5 separate regions of the Mus musculus genome follow, and all the other regions are linked to region 5. The links are chromatin contacts, called in public Hi-C and HiChIP or PLAC-seq maps. All regions are on one chromosome and are shown on one strand. The core of a region is the stretch at or near the end of the contact, and the rest is flanking DNA. Distances in the headings are between cores, read along the strand shown. Region 1 overlaps Gm46743 (a long non-coding RNA gene). Region 2 holds the start of Pkp4 (plakophilin 4). Region 3 has its middle 18 kb from the start of Gm46743. Region 4 holds the start of Galnt5 (polypeptide N-acetylgalactosaminyltransferase 5). Region 5 holds the start of Acvr1 (activin A receptor, type 1).

Region 1 (2,700 bases), core at 154-2,653, 840 kb before region 5:
AGTAACACGGAGAACTTCTTTTCATTGAACATCACCTGTATACCTGTCATGAGGATAGGCATTTATTTTATTTATATCACCTCACTTAAACTTTGCTGCAAGCCCCTGAACCTGACACTAGTATCATCCACTTTATAGATGGGGTTGCTAATGATGCTGCCTCCAACTAAGTCTCTGGCTTCTGCCAGCTCTGATGCCTACCTTTTAACTCATAACATAATTGAAGAATTAGAGGGAGGGTCATCTAGCCTTTAGGGGTAGCAGAGAAATCTTTCCTAGGGCATGGCCAGTTGGAGGGACCAGAGTCCCAAGTTCGCAGGACACCAAGTCACTGTGGCATGAGGGATTGTGCTCAGGAGTTGAAGGATACATGCTGGTGACAGACTAGAATACTCATGGCTCACTTTGGGATGGAGGCTAAAGAAGGCAGACCAGAACTTGGGAGAGGGGGCAGGGGTGCATAGGACAGAACAAATTTTGTTTACTTTGTGTAAGCAGAAATCTGATGGAGAATTTCTGCGTTCCATGGATTAAAAGAAAACAAAAGATACTTTTAATAGGAAATCAATTTCTCGTGTTGCCTTTTTTGTACCATTCTTGTAATGTGTTTGCTTATTTAACATTTATATTGCATTTGAATGTCTGTCCATGTATACACCCACTTGTGTTTGTATGTGTGCGCGCACGTATGTGTGTGCGTGTGCGTGTGTCTATGTTCAGAAGACTCCCAACTCAAGAGTCTGCATCTCTGGGCTTGTCCAGCTTTCTTCTGAGGACTCAGCTGGGTGAGGGAGTGGGGCATACTGTGATACCCATAGTGTTGGGTGACTCCCCATCTCCACTAACTAGAGTCCTTCTCTGTAAATGTCCACATGGGGGACATTGCTCCAACAACATTCGACTCTCTACATTTGCAGAACTCAGCTTAGTCTGCGAACTCCCTGCAAGAAGCAACCAGGGCTGCCCGTGTTTATTGTTTCTCACTGGAAGGGAGGTCAGAGGCAATAAAATCAGTGGCTGTGGGCACAACCGTGCCTGGGCTCTGCGGTGTCTCTGTGAGTTAAGTCACAGAACACAGACACCACTGCTGTCCCAGTTTCGTGCATGAGCAAGCAGACAAGAGGGGGCAGCTGTAGTCAAGGCCTCACAGCTGGGACGGAGCTGAGTGTGGGTTTGAACTGGATCATTTGGTTCTGGAGCCCATGATCTTAAACTCTGCTCCAATAATCTGGAAATTAAACCAGGGAGGACAATGACCTGGGGGCAGGAGGGGAAGAGGAATGGCTGGGTTGTTGTTCAGAGACCTTCATCGTACACTTTACACATTTCCGTAGTGTTTGGAGGGAACACATAACAGAGACAGTACTGCCGTGACACTCCTGTTCCTTCCTGTGGGCTCCACCCAAGGACGGGCTATGCTAAGTGCCTGCTGCTGGCCTCTGCTCTGCCTGATTTTCCCATGTCAGCTTCCCCTTATCTGATCTTCCAGGCTGCTCCAGATGCCCAGAGCTCCCATGCTGGGCTTGGACTGACTACAGAGACTGGCCACTGCCTGGACCTGCTGCTTTGGCCAAGATATGTGGTTTTCTGATGTTCCTGCCTCTCAAATCTACACTGTGGCCACATCTGATCTCTCAAGCCCTCCTGGTCAAACTGTAAAAGTGAACTCAAGTTAGAGAATAAACAGCTGGCACTGTTTCTCCCTTGCAGGTTATAGCTGGTGTTTATAGCTAGAGTGGCGGGCAGACATGGAGGCTGCGGGCACATTTCAGACTATAAAATCTCAGCGTCCTCAGTGTCAAAAAAGAGTCACTAAAACCGAAGAACTAGTTGCAGGGACACATTGATTTTGTTTCCTGGCAAAGCTGGTCAGACCAGTGATGTCAACCATAAAATTCCTTGCTGTCCTTTATCTCTTTCCTCTAGGAAGAACTGTCCACTCCTCTCACCGTGTGTAGAAAAGACGGGCTGTGATGACCATGGAGGCAGTCAAAGAGCATCTTTCAGACGATCTCCCTGGGACAAATGCTTCGTTTTTACAGTGTCATCCCATGCCTTATTTTCTGTGGTAGCGTCATCCTGTGCCTTATTTTCTGTGGTGATCTTTTGCCCCCACACTGAACTGTCCCCCAAATAAGAGCGAGTGGTCATTTCCTCCTCTGACTACTGAAGCACACAGCAGACAAATCTCTATTGTATAGTTCTGGGAGTGGGGACATGTTGCTCTTTTCTTCTCAGTCAATCCACTCTCAGGCTACTTCCTCTCTTGACTTGCACAGCAGCCTGTAATGGCTGAAGAGGAAGTGAGGGGTCAGGGACTAATTTTGATCCTCATCCTGTATTTAGGATTCTAGTTCCCCTCACCTCCCTAGAGGTCTTGATCTGGAAAACAAGTTGTTTTTCATGGAACAAAGGCTTCTGGGAAGCAGGAAGGGCATCCCAGTAGAGCCCTGGGTGGGGAAGTGAGCCACCAGTGAGCTACTAGCAGCCCCGTGGGTGATTTTGGTTAGGGAGGACAAAGGATAGAGATCCTGGAAGGCTGGTAGAGAAGGTTAGGCCACACCCACTCCTGTCAGGATGGGGCTCCAGGCAATATGACAAGCCTTTGGTCAGTACAGCTCATGTAAGAATACTACATTTTGTTGGACCATGTCACCTGCAAAATGGAGACAGTAATACACTCCTCTTGTAATCTATCTA
Region 2 (2,700 bases), core at 77-2,576, 590 kb before region 5:
CTGCAACGATCAATAATAACCTTGGGTACACTGACACCTAAATTCACGGTCCTGGAGACCAATGCAGCAAAAAATCCAGAACCATAGGCTGGAGCCCCAAGAAAACTACCGCGCTTCCCTCTCCACCGCCCTCTGCCGCAGGGAGAGAAGCGGAGGCAGGAGAGTGAACGAGGCTTACCAGCTCTGAAGATGCGCCGTGACCTCTGGCTACGCGGCGAGATCAGGGCCGGGAAGGCGCTAGTGCGGCCGCGGCCCGTGCGGACTCTGTCCCTGGTGCATTCCTTGCATTCCAGCACAATCTGTCGCCAGCCTACAAGCTGGCAGCGCGCGTCGCCCGTTGGACGCACACACCTGCCTATCGCGGCGCCCGGAGCAACCGCGGCGCCTCCGCTGCCCGCGCTCGCCGGGTGTCGCACTCAGTCACTATGCCGCCAAAACCCGGTCCCGCCGCTCGCCCTCTCGTTTCCCAAGGAGTAAGAGGGGACAGGGACCCACGACCCTCCGTTGGGTGCAGCTGCTCGCTCTAACTCCTGGCAGCGCGAGGAGGCAGTGCGGCGCGGGAGGGCAGCCTGGAGCCTTAAGGCTGGGGCGCCCGCTAGGGAGGAGCGTGCGGTTTGCAGCTGCAAGCTGGGAGCCCTGGACCCTCCGGGCGGTCGTCACGGGCACCAGCGCTGCTCTGGGGGCCCGGGCGACACGCCGGGCGAGCGTGGGAGGCACGGCTGGCGGTTGCTTCGGTGGAGCGAGGGACGGACACACAGACGGCCGGTCCCGGGCACGACGGCGCGCGGGAGCCTCGGGGCTCAAGTTCGAGAAGCGGTGGCGCGGTGCGGGAGGAAAAGCGGCCGCGCCGAGCTGTGCGGGGCAAAGTTGTGCGCCGCCGGGGGGAGGGGAGAGGCGGGCGGGATGGCGGAGCACGCGGCGGGGACCGAGAGATCCGAGCCAGGGAGCCGCGGGGGGCGCCTGGCCGCCGCCAGGTCCCGGCTCGACGCGCTCTGGGCAGCTAGCACCCCAGAGCCCCGAGCCCTCCCGCCAGCCCCGCGCACTTACTTTCCAGCTCAGGCGGAGGCCGTCGTCGCTCCAGGGACCAGGGACATCCACGCCGAAGGGTCGCCGCTGCGGCACCGGAGCAAACTGGCCGAAGTGCGGCAGCCTCGCCGCTGCCCTCCCCTCCCTCCCCTCCCGCCCCCTCCCCCGAAGAGGCTCTCCCACCACCCCGGTGGCGGCGGCAGCTCGCCTCTACCCCGTGCCCATAGTGCCGCCGCCGCGGCCGGCGTCCACGCGCACTCAGCCCCGGAGCCCTCTAGACTGCTCAGAGGCCGCCGCCCCGCCGCCAGCCCGCCCGCCCGCCCGGCCAGTCCCGGCACCCGGGAACGTCAGCACGCTGCCGTCCCCAGACAGGCTCCGCGCCCGCCCCATTGGGCGGAAGGAGAGGGCCGGCCCTCCCCATTGGCCCGGCCCTCATATTGAACGAGCCAATGGGAGCTGCGGTTTCAGGTCGCCATGGAGACCGATGCTGTTAAGAGCTAGAGGGCCAGGAGAAGGTGGGGAGTGAAGATGAAGGTGTCTGTAGCCTCCGGCGCGGGAGGGGGTGGGGGGAAGGAGTATTAGGGGATTCCCGGGAGAGGGCTCTGAAATCGGGCGGGTCTTGCTTTTGAGTATTGCCAAGACTCTGCATGGTAGGGCTTGTCCCCAGCGTCAAAGGCAGAAACAACTGAGCCCCCGGACTTCTACTTTACATTGAAAGCTCAGGAGTGGGCGTTTCATTTTTCCTGCATCTGGGGAGCATGCGAGGCTATATGCATTTTGACCTTTGAGATCTGTGCAGCCCGGTGAGTTTCCACTCCATTCCTTAAATCTCTGCTTCTTCCTGACGTCACAGGGTCACTTGAATTCTTTCTCCAACCACTCCCCCTTCCCTGAGTCTACATTTCCTCTGATTTTTGGTTCTTCCAGCCTATAACCCCTCCCAACGAAAACAGGATTTCTTGCACGTGGTATTTTGGTAAGGAAACTGAGTGGGGTTGTACTAAAGGACCAGCCCGCAACAGAATGAGTTCTCTGCTTCCCAAAACAGCAAGTCTGATCTCTCCTCCGCCCCTCCCTCTTGGACTATGTGCTTTCTGTGCTGAGCTTGGCAGGTGCATGCTCTTCCCAGTTTGTCTGAGGCTGGAGAAGTGCCAGAATTCATCCCAATGATTTCTCAAAAAGAAAAAAATAGATTACAAATGATGGATTTTTGCTTTCTGGCAGTTTTCCAGATTAATACTAAAATCGGTAAGGAAATGATGAATTGGGACAGGGGAGCATTCGCACCCAAATCTTGACCTTTAATAATGAGTGCTCTACTTTCATTTTAAATCATTTTGTGCTAGTTTGCTCGTGCTAATTATTTTTGATGAGTGATGTTCATAATTAGATGGTAGCTATTAATCTGGAACTTTTACACATGATATTGCTTCATAACATATTTTAAAAATAGTACCACTCTAGCATATAGCCACCGATGTATTCATGTTTCTTCTTTTGGTGGCTTTGTTATTTTCATAATATCCTCTTTAGTAAAAAGAAAAAAATATTATACTATCTCCCTTCACAATAAGGGATATTAATTTTCCTTGTTATATTTTGTGGGGAAAGCTGATAGGAATTTTACATTACAAATATTTTGTTGTGAGAAGCAGATTATTGTGTATGCAAGCT
Region 3 (2,700 bases), core at 60-2,559, 870 kb before region 5:
GGCATGGGCCATCACCAAGGTTTCTTATGTTTTGTTATTATGTGAGCTGGCATTCGGGCAGGGGTTACTACAAAGTCTGGTTGTTGTTTCTAAACACCATGGTCTAAACATGCGCTCCTCTCAGGTCTTTTATTTCCTGTACAAGCAACCCTTCTCCCTAAGCTGCACCCACAGGCCCCACGAATTGATTTCCACCTTGAGGGTGTCTATAACTTTGGCATAAGTTTGTTTTAAATAGGTCTGACTCAGTTAATGGCCAGGGGCGCTGCCCATCACTTCTATGGGTTCCTAGGCCCCTCCTTGACCCCTAGGCTGCTCCAGGAAGTATTTTTCAGGCCAGGCGTCTCTCCTCGTGTGCTTTAGACTATTTTCAGTCCTGCATCAATGGGGAAACAGCTTCTTCCACCGTCCTGAATAGTCTCACCAAGCAACCCCACCCAACAGTCCTGGGCACTGCAGACTAATCAGGGCGGGCAGCTCACGTTTGGAGAACCTGCAGCCCTCCTCTATCTGCCTTTCTTGTACTTTCTTTCATCCTTTCCCAGTTCTCAGGAAGCAATAAAAACAAACACTTCCTCTGATGTAGTTTCATATCAAATCTTTCCCCACCCACAACAGCCTTCCCTTCCTGGGAGGAGTCCCAGGGCGTAGGTTTTCTCCTGCTCAGTACTCTCTGGGTTTGGAATGCCACCCAAGTGCTAAGTTCAGGGCGACTTTGATCTAACCTGCTAGGGTTTGTGAAAAGCTCGGATGTCTATTTTTACTCTCGTGACCTATATTTGGTTTTTAACGAATGGTGGCTTCCCACCATGACGACTTATTACGGGTTCTCTTTTTGTCACACACTCTTTCTGCCTTCTCCGTCCTGGCTGTTTTCGGGTTGGAACTTCCTGCAGATGACCACTAGAGGGCAGATGATTTCCAGTTTACAAGATACCTTCCACAGCCAGTTTTCTGGAGCTTTGCTGACTACCAGGGCCGGTTTTTTTTTTTTTTTTTTTTTTTTTGTTTATTTGTTTGTTTTCCTTCAGAAGCGAGAGCAAAACACTTGAAGTTCTTTGGGTGCAGCTAAGACGTTTTCTACAGCGTTCATCTATGAAGTCCTGGCTGTGAGCAGCAGACATTCTGGCCAGTAGAGAGAAAACCGTGGTTTCTCTGTGTTCCTACCCAGGGGAAGAAAGCTGTGCCAGAGTGGTGTTCTTTCTAGGTTTGCTAAAAAGCATATACGTGTACCCTGCGTGTATCTACTCGGGTCTCACAGTAAGATGGCAATGCTTCCTGAGGCCTCTCCCACTATACCCAGGCTTCCTGCCAACATAGTACGCTCACGTGGTCAACCTGGATGTGTGCCAAGGCAAAGTTGATGAGCCATGAGGGAGGTAGAGAGATGGAGTGGCATGGGAATATATCTTCGTTGAAGTTCCTTGGAGCACTGTGGGGACTCTGATCTCAGACATGGGGAAGCGTGGGTGCTATTTCCTAGTCAGAAGACACGGGTAGCTATGACGCTGAAGAATTAAGTAGACTAGAAACAAATGGATATAGGCCCATCAGCCCAAGGTCAAAATTAGGAGGCTGACTTTTAAGGTAGCAGGTCGAAAGGTCAACGGGAGGTCAAGGGTACATCTCAGCAGGGGGGTGTTGCCTACACTCTGGGAGGCTCTCAGTTCCATCCCCAACACTGGAAAGAAAGAAAAAATGAAGTCAGTAGGAAGTAGAAAAAGAAACTTCAAAGGAGAACCTTCTGCTATGGATAAAAAGTCTGAACTGAGATGCTAAAGATAGTAAATTGATAGATAGCGCGGCAGTTAAATGTGACTCAGCTCTGGCCTTCCTAATCCTGCGGCCTTGGATAGGAGGCAGGGTCTTCTCTGGGGTCCAGTTTTCTCGGCTCTAATGGTGCAGCTTCCAGGTCCGAGGCTATTGGAAAGATTTCACACGATGACACACATTAAAGGGGGCCGTTTCCCTTTCTTCATTTGCTCATTCAAAAGACATATTTCCTAATGCCTGTATTGGTTAGATATGTGTAACTTCAATATTGGTTAGATATGTGTACCTTCAAGAGACAGAAAACATGATGTAACCAAACAATATTGAAAAGGATATTGACTCTGAGAGAGATATTATCACTATGAGGTAACAACACCACCATGACACAGGTAGGATCGTGAATGTCACCTCTCTCCAGGAGTCGGGGGGGGGGGGGGGCGGTGCTAGGAATGAGTGGTGCGGTCTTGGTGAGGTCACCAGGGACTTAAGCGCTCTCCATACCTTGGCTCTCTCATCCTCATCAGGTTGACGTTTATTCCTACACCCCTGGTACTATGGCCACTTGGGCCACGTGCGTACTCCCAAGTTTCCAGCAACTCTAGACTTTTTATGTCCTAGAGTCGCGGCAGTAGATCTTCAACATGGCCAATATCAGTGCCTTGGAAAGTAAATATCCCTGGGGTAAGAAGTTTCCTGGAAAGCCTCAGGCACGGCTCTGACCTCAGAGGAGCGGGAGGCATAGAGTAGGTGCTATATATTCTAGGGATTTGATACAATTGATGATTCACTGTAAGACATCTGCCCTGTAATCTTTTGGAGTTCTTGATACCAGAGAGAAACCGGGGCTCAGTTAGGTTAACTAAATAAGGGATGGCTTTTGAGCAGGCAATATGAGTGTTTTCCAGGCACTGTAGTTGCTGTGGACAC
Region 4 (2,700 bases), core at 198-2,697, 570 kb after region 5:
GATATTTGCATGGCTTTGCTGGTATCCCACAGTTGGAGCCTTGGCAGTCAAGTTGCTTCTTGCTGTATGGAGTCCCCCAGATATGGTGGGCTTGGACTGAGACACTGCTTTCTTCAGAGCTGGGGGAGAGGATGACGTCTTGCTTTGATTTCTGGGGATTTGTTTATGTGGACTTCCACCCAGTAATTTAGGAAACACAGTTTGGGTTTTAGAATTAGGTACCTCTTTGGTGTCTGTCTTCAGTTCTTCCTCTTTAGTTATAATCACAACATGACTTTCAGAGAAATTAAGTTTCTTCCCTGGCGCCACTTTGGCTGCATCATCTTCTGGCAATCTTCCCAACTGTGTCTCATTTGTAGATTGGTTCTTTAAATGACCCATATCTGCAATGAACTTAAGAAGTGGTAGCGCTTTAAGGGCTTCATGTTTTAGGTCTTTGCTCTGAGCCTCAGCTTTCTTTATGACTGTGACTTCCTCAGATTTCAGGATTGGTGGGCTGGCAAAGTGCATCCTCAATTTTGTTACTGTCTGTGATTTTTGCTTTGATCTATCAGTCTTGACACTGATGGTCATATTCAGGGTCCTTTCAGATGCTTGCTTTGATGTATCGCTGCTGACATTATAATTTTGGGGGGCCTCTTGTTTTTTATCGAAGGTTTCTGTACGTCCTGCTATTTTGGTCAATGGAACTCCTCTTGAAGCTGTGAATGGGGTCTTCTCAGACTCTAACACTGTCATCCACTTGGACATCATGTATTGGGAGGAGACTTCAGGCTTGCTATCTCTCCCCTGGGTCTTCTGCATGGGAATTGTCACTGGGAGGGTTTGCAGATGTGCAAGATGCCACAAAGGCACAGCCTTTCTCCTTCCCAGGAGGTTCTGCATTTTCCCTTTCCTCTGGACTTGGTCCATATTCTCCTCAACCTTGAGTTCATGGTTCTCAGCTTTTCTAAAGTTCTCCTTACCCCACGCTCCATTCCGAGGCAGCCCCATCCCTCTGATGCTGGTGTAAAGGACCTTCACTTGGTCTGGCTCAACTCTGAATCCCGTATGTTCCCTCCTTATGATATCTTCTTTGAGTAGCCCTGCGTTGATCTCACTGAATGAGAGGCGGAGAGCTGCCATGTCAAAGAGCAACCAGATGACAGACGCTGCAAATATAAATGCCAAGACTCGCCCACTTCCTCGGAAAAACTTTCGGATCTTGTTCATCGTACAAAGGCTGACTTGCAGCTTGCGCTCTGCTTACCTGGAGTGGAGAGAGAGAGTTGAGGTAGCAACAGCAGTAGTAGTAGCAGCAACAGCAGCAGCAGTAGGAGCAAGGCCCCTCTCGTCGGAACCAAGCAGGAAATAGCTGTCCAAGGGGGAAAAGCTCAGCTCTTACTGACTGCCTGTCACTCTCTGCCTGCGTGGCATTTCACAGCAAAGTATTTGTGCCCGCTCCCTGGCCCTGGCTAAACCCTAGTATACACTGGCTCCAGGTGGCTCCCGGAGCAGTCAGCTGCAGCTGCAGGACAGTTTCACTGCATCTTGTCTCACAGGGCTCATGTCCATCTTCCTTCCAGCCCAAGAAAACAAGAAAACGTGGGACTAGGCTGGGGCTGCAGCCAGCAGCTTCTCTCCTCCCAGTTCGCTGCATGCTGTAACTCAACACCATGTCTCAGAAGGAAAACCTTTCAAGCCATTACCCAGCAAACTTCCTTCAGCTCTCACCTTCTGTGCTATGTGAGAGAGTATGTGTTTTAAGGGCAATTAAACAGAAAGCAAACTAACTTAGAGGACATGTGTTCCTGGTTTGTAACCCCTCCTACCCCACTCTTACACATTAACCCTGTGGTACCCAGATACTTGAGTACTTACTTGGAGCAATCAATTAATTCTTGACCTTAATGTTTCAGCTCTAAGAGGTTAATGGCTTAAAAAAGGGGGTATCTTATAGCGTAATTGCCAGAGAGGGGTGTTTAGCTATTTTGGAGGCTTCTACCAACAGGTACAGAAATCTTTTTAAGTAAGTAGGTCAGCTACTCTTTTTTACATTAGTCCATCTTTTTTTTCTCCAATTCTTAGCCTTAATAAACTGATACATTTTGTAATATTCCTATAAAATTCAGGGCACTTTGCTATGATCTGAATGTTTGTGTCCCCACCAAATTCAATGTGGAAACCCTAATCACCAGTAGGGTGATATTAGCAAGTAAAGTCTTTGGAATGTGCTGAGATAAGGGAGGAGCAGCCCTTAGATATTAGATTAGTGTCCTTATAAGTGAGCTCAGTGAGATGCCTTGCCCCTTTCACCATGTGAGGGCCCAACAAGAGGGACTCTTGAAGAAACCATATCTGTTCTTTTTGAATGCCTTAGCCTCCAAAACTGTGAGAAATTAATTCATATTGAGTATAGACCACTCAGTCTATGGTAATATTAAATAGAAACTTGAATGGATTAGGACACACTCCCAAATCTGTATTTACTAAGTCATGGACCAATAGCTTGACTATTGTGCCAAGACTTTGTCTAGACTCTGGGAAATTCTGGGAAACGGGAAGGCCAGTAGTTTCTTCATAGATTTGATCTTTAAATCACTCAGAAGTCCTCTTCTATCCATTTTTCTTATTATTGTCATCTGGCAGAAGCAGTTTAAGGAAAGATGGCTCACTTTCGATACAGTTGGAGGGTGCAATATGGCATAGCAAATCCAGTCT
Region 5 (2,700 bases), core at 177-2,676:
CCTGTAAAGCTAGCTTGTTTGCAGCTTTTGCAAAGGCCCGATCTTCCACTTCCTTTGCAACCTTCTGCAGTGTTGCAGCCAGCGACCCAATAAATGCCCTCTACATGAAAGGACCTGTAGGGATAAAAAATACTTTATGTTTTCCCCATTTATTGGTGTCATGATTTTACTCTTGCTTTGTGATAGGACTGTGCATTATAAGCTTCTAGAGGGCAGAGAAAATGGCTTGCTGCTTCCAAACACTAAGCGGGCACCATGCAAAATTTGATCCTTGCATGCCTTTTTTGATGCTCCAGATAATATTAGCACACTGGGGTGTTTTTGTGTTTCTAAGGACCAAAGTTGTCAGCCTCTCTGCGGCGGAGAATGTTCCTTCCTTCCTACTGTAAGCTCCCGTGGCGCCTAGGACAGGGCGGGATTTTTGCAGAAGCCCCCCCCCCCCCCACCCCCCAGACTTGCTTATTTTTATTACCAAGGAAGCCGACTGCGAAAATGGCAAACGCTTGCATAACCCTAGACCCTGCGAGGAAATGAGCATAGTGGAAGGGGATCAGAAGACAAGGCAACGATGGCCTGGCTGAGGCGGAGCATTGAGTATCCACCCCTGTGCCTGACACGCAGGGCTGGAGATGAGTGCAGGAGCCCCCGCAGTTCCCGGCTCGGCTGCCTGCTGTCCGCCCGCCCCGCGCCCCGGGAGCTGTCCAGACGGCCCCGCCCGCGCCTACCTGGCCGCTCCCCGTGCCGCGCGCCTCCCCCGCGTCCCGCCAGCCCGGCTCGCAGCAGCCCACAGCCCGGGCGGCCCGAAGGGTCGGGGGTCGGGGGCGGCGGGCGAGCATGGCTAGGCGGGCGGAATCCCTGGGGCCGGGCGCCTGCAGGGGGCGCGAGGAGCGCCCCGCCCCGCCGCCGGCCCTCTCCCTCCCGGCTCCCTGGATCCGCGCCGGGAGGAAATGATGTGTTGCTGCCTGGTTAATCACAGCTCCAGACACTCATTGGCCGAGCGCTCCGCAGCCACTTCCTCCTCCTCCTCCTCCCGCTCCTCCCGCTCCAGCTCCCGGTCGCCGCCGCCGCCGCCGCCGCCCCCAAGCGCTGGGGGAACTTTGCCGCCGCCGGCTCCCCGCCGCCCCCAGCCGAGCCCCGCGCCGCCGCAAGTTTCCTCCGCCCTCCTCCCCGCCCTCCGCCTCCCGCCCCGCGACAGCCGTCTCCCCGGCTCCAGCCCGGTGCCTGCCGCCAGCCTGCGCCCCGGCCCCGTGGCCGCCAGCCTCCCGCCCCGCGCCGCGCCGTGCCGCGCCGCGCTGCACTCCGCCGCCGCCGCCCGGGCCACCCGCCCGCGGCCCGCGGAGTTCCGGGCTCCACGCCGGCTGCAGCGCCCCGCCCCGCCCCGCGCCCTCCCGCGCCGCCTTGCAGCTCCCGGTCGCCTCGAGCTCTCCGCCTCCCCGGGTTCAGCACCCGACCGCCGCTGGACCAGAGGTGAGAGCAGGTCGCCGGCCACGCCGCCGGAGCTGGGGACCGAGGGAGGAGGGAGCTTAGCTGGAGGCGAGACCGGGATCGGAGGTGGAGGGTGGGCGTCTCGGTGCCTCCCCCTCGCTTTCATTCTTTCTCCGGCAAGCTGCGTGCCCTCTCGACGTGGGGGGAAGCCGCGGCGGAACGAAACCGACTTGCTTAGGGCCTTGGCTGCCGGTGGGATCCGGGGTGGACAGAGGCTTGGAGTAGGGGGTTCGGGTGTGCGTTGGATGAACTCCTGCAGGGTGTGCGCCTCGGACTTATAAATCGATCTGGCCTCACGGCCCCGGGCTCACCTTCTAAGCTGAGCTTGGCAGACTAAAGAGATTGGCCAGTCACCCCCACCCACAAAATATCCATCTCTTCCAAGAGGAATTTTCTGCTGGAGAGACAGCCAATAAACTCTGTTCAACTCCCTCCCTCCCTCTGTCCTTCCTAGCTGCAGTTTCAAAAAGCTTCAAAGCCAGGAATGTGGGATTCATCTTCCGATCCCCAGAAGGCAGATGTGGTTACAGATGTTGCATAGTACTTTGCCAAGTTTAAAACCCTTCCTTCGACACTAACCAAAACAGTGAGGCTAGAACCTTGGGCGCGCTGGGGAGAATTGTGGGCCTGTGGGTTCACTACGTGCATGGACTTCTGTCTGGTTCAGAGACTGGCTTGGCTCTGTCCAGTTTGTGCCAGTTACGTCTCCCACCCTTCCCTACCTCCCTCTTCCCCTGGAGATCTGAACGTACCTTGCACGGCAGAGGAGCTATGGAGGAAGGTACTTGGGCAAGAAAACACCCATTTTTGTTGCAGAAGAAAAGTGTGTTGGTTAAAAAGTTGCCATTAATTTGGTGTTTGGAGAGAGACGGACGGTAATGCATTGGATTTGCTCTCTTTATTGGCTTTTCTTCTTTGCGGTTTGTGCGATTGGTGTGAGATGATGGGAAACGTCTCTGGTCCCATACATGTTTAATGCGATTGCATATATATATATATACATACACATATATATGTTTTTTGTTTGCATAGATATATAATTTCTGAAAAAAATCCCTCAAATAGAAACATAACGCAGTGATTTTAAAGGATCCAGTTCTTGAGAGGCAGACTGCTCTGACAGCCCAAGGGAAGGCGGTGGCAAAAAATAGACACCACCTCCCTTTTCCCCAAAAAATTCTTCCTGGAAAGGTGGTGTTAAGAAACTTCAGAGAT

The links. Hi-C and Micro-C count contacts between places; a contact is called where the count stands out from the background. HiChIP or PLAC-seq counts read pairs in DNA pulled down with a chosen protein or histone mark.
Region 1: an H3K4me3 HiChIP or PLAC-seq map of bone marrow-derived macrophages shows a contact between it and region 5, with 3 times the contacts expected there. The contact joins the enhancer-like site here to the promoter of Acvr1 in region 5. A contact is called at or near these places in 8 of 115 datasets of contacts at active chromatin or transcription factors (the NIH/3T3 cell line, astrocytes, bone marrow-derived macrophages and 3 more).
Region 2: a contact with region 5 is called in a FOXA1 HiChIP or PLAC-seq map of pancreatic cancer cells. The contact joins the promoter of Pkp4 here to the promoter of Acvr1 in region 5. A contact is called at or near these places in 3 of 39 promoter capture datasets (embryonic stem cells and liver), 7 of 484 Hi-C or Micro-C datasets (LSK cells, cardiomyocytes, embryonic stem cells and 3 more), 7 of 115 datasets of contacts at active chromatin or transcription factors (the 230-238 cell line, astrocytes, extraembryonic endoderm stem cells and 4 more) and 2 of 9 other capture datasets (adipose tissue and embryonic stem cells).
Region 3: an H3K4me3 HiChIP or PLAC-seq map of bone marrow-derived macrophages shows a contact between it and region 5, with 4 times the contacts expected there. The contact joins the enhancer-like site here to the promoter of Acvr1 in region 5. A contact is called at or near these places in 6 of 39 promoter capture datasets (the 3T3-L1 cell line, embryonic stem cells, liver and 1 more), 1 of 484 Hi-C or Micro-C datasets (muscle stem cells), 8 of 115 datasets of contacts at active chromatin or transcription factors (bone marrow-derived macrophages, embryonic forebrain, embryonic hindbrain and 5 more) and 1 of 9 other capture datasets (embryonic stem cells).
Region 4: a Hi-C map of nephron progenitors shows a contact between it and region 5, with 5 times the contacts expected there. The contact joins the promoter of Galnt5 here to the promoter of Acvr1 in region 5. A contact is called at or near these places in 2 of 39 promoter capture datasets (the C10 cell line and HPC-7-derived erythroid cells), 2 of 484 Hi-C or Micro-C datasets (the N1E-115 cell line and nephron progenitors) and 2 of 115 datasets of contacts at active chromatin or transcription factors (embryonic forebrain and stem cell-derived neural progenitor cells).

What each region holds. Positions count from the first base shown.
Region 1 is chr2:59,400,759-59,403,458 of GRCm38.p6, reverse strand. Gm46743 (a long non-coding RNA gene) reads left to right here. Exons shown (of 3, transcript XR_001783312.1): 3 at 1,927-2,700. Among named protein-coding and RNA genes, the nearest start is that of 5330411J11Rik, 15 kb to the right of the region's middle. Within about 2 kb of position 1,403, at least 46 of the 459 cell types and tissues checked have an H3K27ac peak or open chromatin away from gene starts, as enhancers often do. A contact at or near this core is called in bone marrow-derived macrophages and embryonic stem cells, where this site is marked.
Region 2 is chr2:59,159,476-59,162,175 of GRCm38.p6, reverse strand. Pkp4 (plakophilin 4) reads right to left here and starts at 1,326. Exons shown (of 22, transcript NM_026361.2): 1 at 1,048-1,326. It overlaps Ccdc148 (coiled-coil domain containing 148), which reads left to right and starts at 1,493. Exons shown (of 15, transcript NM_001372501.1): 1 at 1,493-1,829.
Region 3 is chr2:59,436,785-59,439,484 of GRCm38.p6, reverse strand. No RefSeq gene overlaps it. Among named protein-coding and RNA genes, the nearest start is that of Gm46743, 18 kb to the right of the region's middle. Within about 2 kb of position 1,309, at least 148 of the 459 cell types and tissues checked have an H3K27ac peak or open chromatin away from gene starts, as enhancers often do. A contact at or near this core is called in bone marrow-derived macrophages, forebrain, muscle stem cells and 2 more, where this site is marked.
Region 4 is chr2:57,996,902-57,999,601 of GRCm38.p6, reverse strand. It overlaps Galnt5 (polypeptide N-acetylgalactosaminyltransferase 5), which reads right to left and starts at 1,447. Exons shown (of 10, transcript NM_172855.3): 1 at 1-1,447. The coding sequence starts at 1,212. The region is part of intron 1 of Gm33594 (a long non-coding RNA gene); the gene reads left to right.
Region 5 is chr2:58,565,554-58,568,253 of GRCm38.p6, reverse strand. It overlaps Acvr1 (activin A receptor, type 1), which reads left to right and starts at 1,426. Exons shown (of 12, transcript NM_007394.3): 1 at 1,426-1,467. It also overlaps a transcript of Upp2 not described here.